2 separate regions of the Anser cygnoides genome follow, and region 1 is linked to region 2. Evidence: chromatin contacts called from public Hi-C data. All regions are on one chromosome and are shown on one strand. The core of a region is the stretch at or near the end of the contact, and the rest is flanking DNA. Distances in the headings are between cores, read along the strand shown. Region 1 overlaps PHLPP1 (PH domain and leucine rich repeat protein phosphatase 1). Region 2 holds the start of PHLPP1 (PH domain and leucine rich repeat protein phosphatase 1).

Region 1 (3,535 bases), core at 440-2,939, 94 kb after region 2:
AGGTTGACGTGTAACAATTTGCTCTGCCTTAAAATAGGACTCTTTTATGCCAGAGGAGCGAGTATTTCTGTACTGGTCATTACAATAGAAGGTCTAGCAAGCTAACTGAACGTAACATGTCAAGCAGTGCTGTTCTTTTTTTTTTTAAAGGTTAACAAAATGTAGAACTAGGGAAGGTGGAAGAAGATTACACTGTCATGCCTCAAATGAGCAATTCTTTCCCACAAACAACACATGTGGGGACAACACTGATGTGTTCCCCTGCTTCTGGGAGGAATCAAGATTTGGGGGTGAGAAAACAGCAGGGATGTTGTTCTGTAAAATGATTGAAGCCCACCGCTGCAAACTCAGCAGCAAGAGAAAACTGGAGTCTGTAAAATACTTTTCTCGTACCTTATTTATATCCAAGCTACAAGTGCTACTGGTGCTACTGACTATAAATCTATCCAAATAGAATAAGCACTATAAACAATTCAGAATTTTAATATGCGGCATGGCAGTGCTCCATAATGGGACTACACTGTTCTGTTTGTGGTGTGGATAGCATGAAGTGAGTGACCAGAGATGAGAGGCAGACTAAAGATTTTAACTTCGGGCACGTACCTGCCTGTTCTGCTTAGAATAGTTTTGTAATTGACACTGCTCCATGAGAAGAAATGTGACTTCAACATCTTGCAAGTGAACATGTTTACAGAGTAAGAAGAAAATGTCCTGTCAGTTGTCTTAAATTAGCCATTTAATACTAACCAAGTTTAAGTGTCTGTCTTTCAGATTTCCTTTAAATATTATTATTTAACAATAAGTCACCTCTGTGGATTATTTGACAGAAGCATTATATGTGCATTTTCAATGAATACCCAGTACTGGCCGTACTGCGCATCCTCCCTTACATGTTATATAGATCAGTTGACCAGTCTGGTTCATGTCCTTAGTAGTCAGATTAACTAAAAGTTTAACATACAAATTAACTCACAAAAGACCCTTAATAAACACGTTAAAACATACACTAGGATAGTAAAGATGTAATACACAGACAAATAAGTTTTTTCCTTTGACATAAGATAATTTTCCACAAAAATGCAGAAAATCTTGAAGCTGAACACTGCATTGGAATTTCTTGATGTAAACAAATTTTTTCTTTAGCCTCCTCCCTTCCTATCTCTCCACCCCAAATCCTCTTTCCTCTGTCACAGCTTGATCTTTGGTAATTTTATCTCGAGATTGTATTTGGAGTCTTCTAGTAGCTTGTGGTTTTCACTTGTTTAGTGAGCAAAAGCCCTGAACTGTTCTTGAGACTCCAGAGTGGCACGAGTAAAGTCTGTAGTCTCAGTGCTGGTTATTAAATCAGTTAATTCTTTTTTTCATGGTTGACTTGAAAGCTGGAATGTTTGCATTTTGTGGCTTCTCCAGCAGCTTTTACTTATTTTTGACCTCGTGTTCACCACTACTTTTGCACTTACTTGAATACTGAAAAATTCTCATTTGAAACGTCGTTTCTATAGGCCCTCACTTCTCCTGCTTGGAGCACTCATACTGTATTTGAGCCTGACTTTGAGGAAGCTGTGGGACAGCTGTTCCGTCACAGAATCACCCCAGGTTTCAGAGCAATGATGCATCTTTGGCTGAACTCTACAGTTGTCTTCAAGATAAATGCAGTATTGTGAGCTTTAGTTCTAGGTTCAGGATTTTTAAGCCCCTTCTCTAAAATAGAGGAATAGGAAGGTATTTTATTCAAAATGTTTCTTTTTCTTTCTTTTTTTTTCTGGCTAGTACCCCTCATTAACGTTAGCTGGCTTACCCTAGCCTCCTTTTTTTATTTTATAGTTCTCCCTCTAGAGATGCATTAGTCATTGTTTCTGCACAGTAGCATTTTTTTCCCTGCAGCGGTAATCTGATTGCAGGATTTCATTTAGTTTCCGTCTAACTCTGTTCCAAACTTCTGCCTCCAGCATAGCACAGCTTGTTCAAAATCTGTGATAACTGGCCGTGATTTTTCCTTATTTTCTTCTCCCATCTTTGCACCGAAATAGCAATAGAGAGCACAGCATTCCCATGTTTGTTGGAAGGCTTTGTAAATATTAAGTGTATTTACAGTCTGTACTTTGGGGTTAAATCCACGCCCCCATTGATAAGAGATCCAAAGGCAATAATTAACATTTTCATGTTGAGTTTTATTCAGTGGCATGAGTTTGATCTGGCCGATACCGAAGGTTGTGTACCAGTTAATTGAAATAGCTGGTGAGGGTTTTTAAGAGTCTTCTTGTGTTAAAACTTTGTAACCTGTTCAACACTTGATGCGTTTTCTGTCCTTGTTTTCTGGCTGGGGGAGAGCAAAGTGTTTTGAGATGAGAATACGTTGGGCAATGCAGAGGCTGTGAATGCATTGGCACCTACTATCAGAGGTCACTTTCGTGAAATAAAAGTCTTCATAGGTACAGTTTTGCTTCCATTACTGTGTTATATAAAAGCCTGCTCGCACAAATAAAGGACTTGAGAGTTAATGAAGGGAAAATTAAGTCTAAATAAAATGTCCTGGCATAAACCGTGCCAGAGAAGAAACTTCCTCTCATCTATCGGAACCCGACACAGATCTTTTCATTCATCCATTTACTTGCCTTTAGGCATACCTCCAGTGGTTGTTAGGCAACCATAATAACGTTGCTGAACATTCAGGCTGGCTAATTGGATTGTCCTCTTCTTGTATGTGTGTTTTTTTGGTTCAAACAGTCTTTTTGGTCATTTCTAATAAGGCAAGCACATGCAAGTTACTTCTTTGCTACTAGATAAATCAAGGGGATTTTAAGAGTTCTGAGACACATTGAGGACAAAATTTTGGAATTAGTGTGCCATCCCAACGAATAGTACATAATCAAAACCCTAAGGATTTAACTCGATTGCTGTAGAAGTCTTGCTAACTATTGCTTTAATTCAGTACACTTTCAATTTCTGTTCGGACCAACCTATTCTGATGACATTTTTGGCTGAAAGGCAGTATCTATTTGCACAAATGGAGCTGAACTGAACCACAAAAATGTACTGTTGAAATAGGTGGAAAAGTTCCTGCACCTTGTAACCAGTGTTACTGTCTTACTAGCAAATTACTGTTAACAGTCTTACTAGCAAGGAATGTGTTCAGAGATACAGCAGTGTTTCAGTATGGGATCAGATGCAATGGAAGACCTCTTCGGAAATGACATACGTAGTAAGGATGGCAAGGGTCTGTTCTGTGTTACTTGTAGACATTTAGTTCAGGAGGGCCTGTTTCTCCTATGCCAGCTTCACATGAGTGAACTCTTGCAAGTGGCATTGAACTTGAGTGTCTAGAAGTTTCCATGCTTGTTCTGAGTACATAAACTAAAAATGCATGTCATTTTTATTTAAATAACCAAACTTACCTTGTATTAATTATTGTAAGGCAACTTGGTATGTTTTATGCTTCACTTCTTTCTCTTTTTTTCTTATCTCTCTGTAGATTCACTAAGTTGAAGAGCCTTAACCTCTCCAATAATAATTTAGGAGACTTCCCACTGGCGGT
Region 2 (3,919 bases), core at 1,046-3,545:
AGTCAAAGGGCACTGCTGGCGTGTATGTGAACACAGGGGTGTAGACCACCCAACCGTAAATGTAGACTGAAAACTGGAAGAAAGTTCCTGACCACAAGGGCAGTGCTGCTCCACTGAGAGCTGACGACAAATCCACTCGGCTCACTCACTTCCAGTTGATGTTCAGCTATTTTGGGAGACCTCAGTAGCACGCAGCGCTATAGGATGTGGTATCTCCAGTCAGAAGGGAGAAAATTTGGTGTCCCAGGGGACTTACCTTCCTGCTTCACGTTCCTAAGAAATATCTGATAATCTCTGGTTTGGATTTTTCTGTGTGTGTGCACAAACAGTCAGCTGTCTGAACAATTGGAGTACAGCTCCTCTCTTCCTGCCTCCCTCCAAGGAAAGACTGCTTTCAAGGGTAGCAAGCTGTTTTCTAGAAACAGTATTTTATTTCAAGTATTACTGCTAACAATAATGCCTCTCGAGCTTACCGAATCCCTCTTCTGAGTGTGTCTGTGTGTGTTTGCACATAAAGTATTTCTCTCACGCATTTAAATCAGGAGACCTGGAGTAACCTTCATGAAGTAGGTGGCATGAGGGTGGTGTGAATCAGTAGACATAATTAAAACGGAATGCACGAAGTAGACAGAATCAGGCTGCAATACACTCAACGCTGCACTTTTATTGTGCGCTGCTACTGTTAAAGGAGGTTTTGGGCACCGGTTTAAGCCTTTAATGGCCAAGCGTTGCCGTCATCTTCTGTTAGTGTGTGCTCTGGATCTGGTCCTGGGTCTCTCGCCCAGAAGGAATTCCAGTGATGTTCTTGCTGGTTACTGCAAATCCAGATACAGGCCAGCAAACTGCACAGTCAGAATGTAATTAATTTACAGATTGTTCCATTCAAAAAGGGGGTGGTTTCCATACAAAGGTAAAACGACAGCTTCATTGTTATAAACCTTATAAAAGGTAGACACGTTTCCATCGCGAGTTTCCTGGGGAATTCCTCTGTTTTCTGTGGTCTGTTTCACCTGCTTGTATGAGGTATAAAGAAAATAATGTGCAAGTCTGGAGGAGCGTTTTATTAGGAGACATAAACTTTTGTTTTATTATGGTTCTGGTTCATTTATATATATACACTAAAAAAAATTAAAAAAAAACACAACTAAAAGTTCTGCTTCATTGACACTGAGAGTTTGTCTCGGGGTTCTCAGCAATGAAGATTTATCTCCCCTAACACTGGCGCAACTGGTTAATTGCCCAGAACTCCCACTTTGCTGCAGCCCATAGCATTTCTGATGAGTATCTGGCAAGACGTTTCGCTGTGTTTTTACAAAATGTACTAAAAAGGAACAATCTCAAGCAGTTACAGCCCTGTCCAACCTACATTACTCAGCTAAAACATCCTCAGGAGCGTTAAGAGGATTCTCCGAATAAATACTGTTATGTCCTTAGGGTGTGAAAACTCATTTATCTGATTGTAATTTATCTTTTCAGTAATTAATTTAAAATCAGATTTGGGGGGAAGTGTTGGTATCTGGTCGCTGCTCCTAAACAATTTTTAGGAAGTATTTTCAGAAGTTTTAGGGTCTGAAATACACATTTTCAGTAGTTTTAGCAATGAAATACAGTGACAGGATAGCAATGCTGAAACTTTTTCTCTGTGAACCTTCTCACAAAGCAGTTCTCTGTGTGTGTGCATGTGTTTTATGTATAAATGTTCCCCATGCATTTTTATGTCCCCTTGCATCTAATCTGTGAGGAGAGATCGCCCAGGCTCGGCGCTCGGCTCCTGAGCCCACTCTGACTGAACCGAGAGGGGACGGCTGGTCACGGAACCACAGAACCACGTAATTACAGGGTCATTAGGGCCGGTGAAGCCGTGAAACCCCCTCAGCACGCCGAGGCGGACCGTTAGCCAACGGCCACCCTTCGGCACCGACGGAGGGCGACCTGACACCGGCCTCAGTCCCCCGGGCCGTGCGGATTCCCTAGCTCAGCTGCTCCAGCGAAACCTCCCGATAACAGTTCGGGAACGCGGCCACCGAGAGCAGGACAAAGTCCTGGAATGTTTTCTCGAACCGAGGGGCGGGCGGGCGGGCGAGCACCCCTCCGTCACGGCAATCCACCCTCCCCACAGCGGGCGCTGCCGGGACTCGTAGTCCCCGCCGGACTCCATTTCCCACCCCCCCAGCGGTGGCGTCACCGGGGCGGGCTGATAAATATTCATGAGGCGCCCTCCCCCCCCTCCCTCCCTCCCTCCCTCCCTTTGCCCCTCCCCTCCCCGCCGCCCTCCCTCCCGCCCTCCCTCCCTAATGGCGGCGGCGCCGGGCGGGGAGCGGGGCTGGGGCTGAGGCGGGCGGCGCGGGGGCCCCTGCGCGGAGCTGCGCTGCCCGCCGCGCCCTGAGCCCTGAGCCCCGCCGGGACGCGGCGTCCCTCCTTCCCCCGCTCCCTTCCAGCAGGCGATGGAGCAGCGAGCCGGAGACGCCCCGCCGGCCGGCGGCGGGCGGGCAGAGCCCGGCAGGAGCCCGCCGGGCAGCGGCAGCCGGGCGGAGAGCGGCGGCCCGCGGAGGAGGAGAGCGGCCGGAGGCGGCGGTGGCGGCGGTGGCGGCGGTGGAGGCGGAGGCTCGGCGCCCCCCGCCGTGCTGGCGACCCCCGGCGCCGCCAACTCGCTGCTGCTGCGGCGGGGGAGGCTGAAGAGGAACCTCTCCGCCTCCTCCTCGTCCTCCTCGGCCGCCCCGGCGGGCACCCGCAGCCTGGACAGGAAGGCGCTGCTGCTGCTGCCCAAGCCCCCCCGGCAGCTGCAGCCGCTGCAGCCCCCGGAGCGGGACTGGGTGCGGCGGGACGTGCGGCGGGGCTGCGTGCACGTCTACGAGCGGCACGCCGCCTGCTACCTGCGCCCGGTGCTCTGCACGCTGGACACCACGGCCGACGAGGTGGCCGCCCGCCTGCAGCAGCTGGGGCACCGCGGCGGCAGCGGCGTGGTGCGGGTGCTGGGCAAGCCGGGCGCCGCGACGCCCCCGCCGCCGCCTCCTCCTCCTCCTCCCGCTCCTCCGCAGCAGCGGAGACCCCCGCCCGAAGCGGCCGGGGAGAGGCCGAGGAGCCGCCGGGGAGCTCGGAGCGGGCCGGCCCCGGCAGCCGGGGGGAACGGCAGCGCCGACGAGAGCGAGGCGGCCGGCGGCAGGCCGAGCCCGGCGCCCTCCGAGCGGAGCCCCGCGGCGCCGCCCCCCGCCGGCGAGCTGTACCTGGCGGGGCCGCCGCTGTCCTGCCCGTCGCTGCTGGGCGAGCTGGGGCCGGCCGGCTCCGACACGGAGAGCTTCAGCCCCAGCGCCGAGAGCGTCTCCGACCGCCTGGACCCCTACAGCAGCGGCGGCGGCGGAGGCTCGTCCTCCTCGGAGGAGCTGGAAGCGGAGCCGGCGCCCCCCGACGGCGCGGGGGAGGCCGCGGGGCCGGCACGGAGCCCCCCGGGGCCGGGGGAGCCGCCGAGGGCCGGGGGGGCTCCGGGGGGCGAAGCCGTCGGCCGGGAGCCGCCGTCGGGGCCGCCCGCCCTCTACGTGCAGCTGCACGGGGAGACCAGCCGGCGGCTGGAGGCCCACGAGAAGCCGCTGCAGCTCCAGAACGACTACCTCTGCCAGCTGGGCTACCGGGACCTGTGGCGGGTGCAGGAGGAGGGCATGGACGCGGAGACCGGCTGCCTCATCCGCTTCTACGCCGGTGAGACGCCGCCGTCGGGACTGAGCCGGGGGGGGGGGGGGGCAGCCCGGGGCGCCCCGTCGGGGTTACGCCGGGCTGGGAGGGTGAACGGCGGCTGCAGGTGCTGGCCTGAGGCAGCCGTGGGGTTCCGCGCTTGTAGGGTTTCAGCGCTGTGCAGCCCTGCCTTCCCTGAATTGCATCGCCCCGTCGCCCTCCGGAGCTGGGCTGCTTAGGGAAAGAGGCTCCT

What was found. Hi-C and Micro-C count contacts between places; a contact is called where the count stands out from the background.
Region 1: a Hi-C map of liver shows a contact between it and region 2, with 3 times the contacts expected there. The contact joins the enhancer-like site here to the promoter of PHLPP1 in region 2. A contact is called at or near these places in 2 of 7 Hi-C or Micro-C datasets (both in liver).

Annotation. Positions count from the first base shown.
Region 1 is chr2:82,749,417-82,752,951 of Taihu_goose_T2T_genome, forward strand. PHLPP1 (PH domain and leucine rich repeat protein phosphatase 1) reads left to right here. Exons shown (of 17, transcript XM_066992533.1): 5 at 3,473-3,535. Among named protein-coding and RNA genes, the nearest start is that of PHLPP1, 94 kb to the left of the region's middle. Within about 2 kb of position 1,690, at least 1 of the 3 cell types and tissues checked has open chromatin away from gene starts, as enhancers often do. A contact at or near this core is called in liver, where this site is marked.
Region 2 is chr2:82,654,897-82,658,815 of Taihu_goose_T2T_genome, forward strand. PHLPP1 (PH domain and leucine rich repeat protein phosphatase 1) reads left to right here and starts at 2,296. Exons shown (of 17, transcript XM_066992533.1): 1 at 2,296-3,693. The coding sequence starts at 2,445.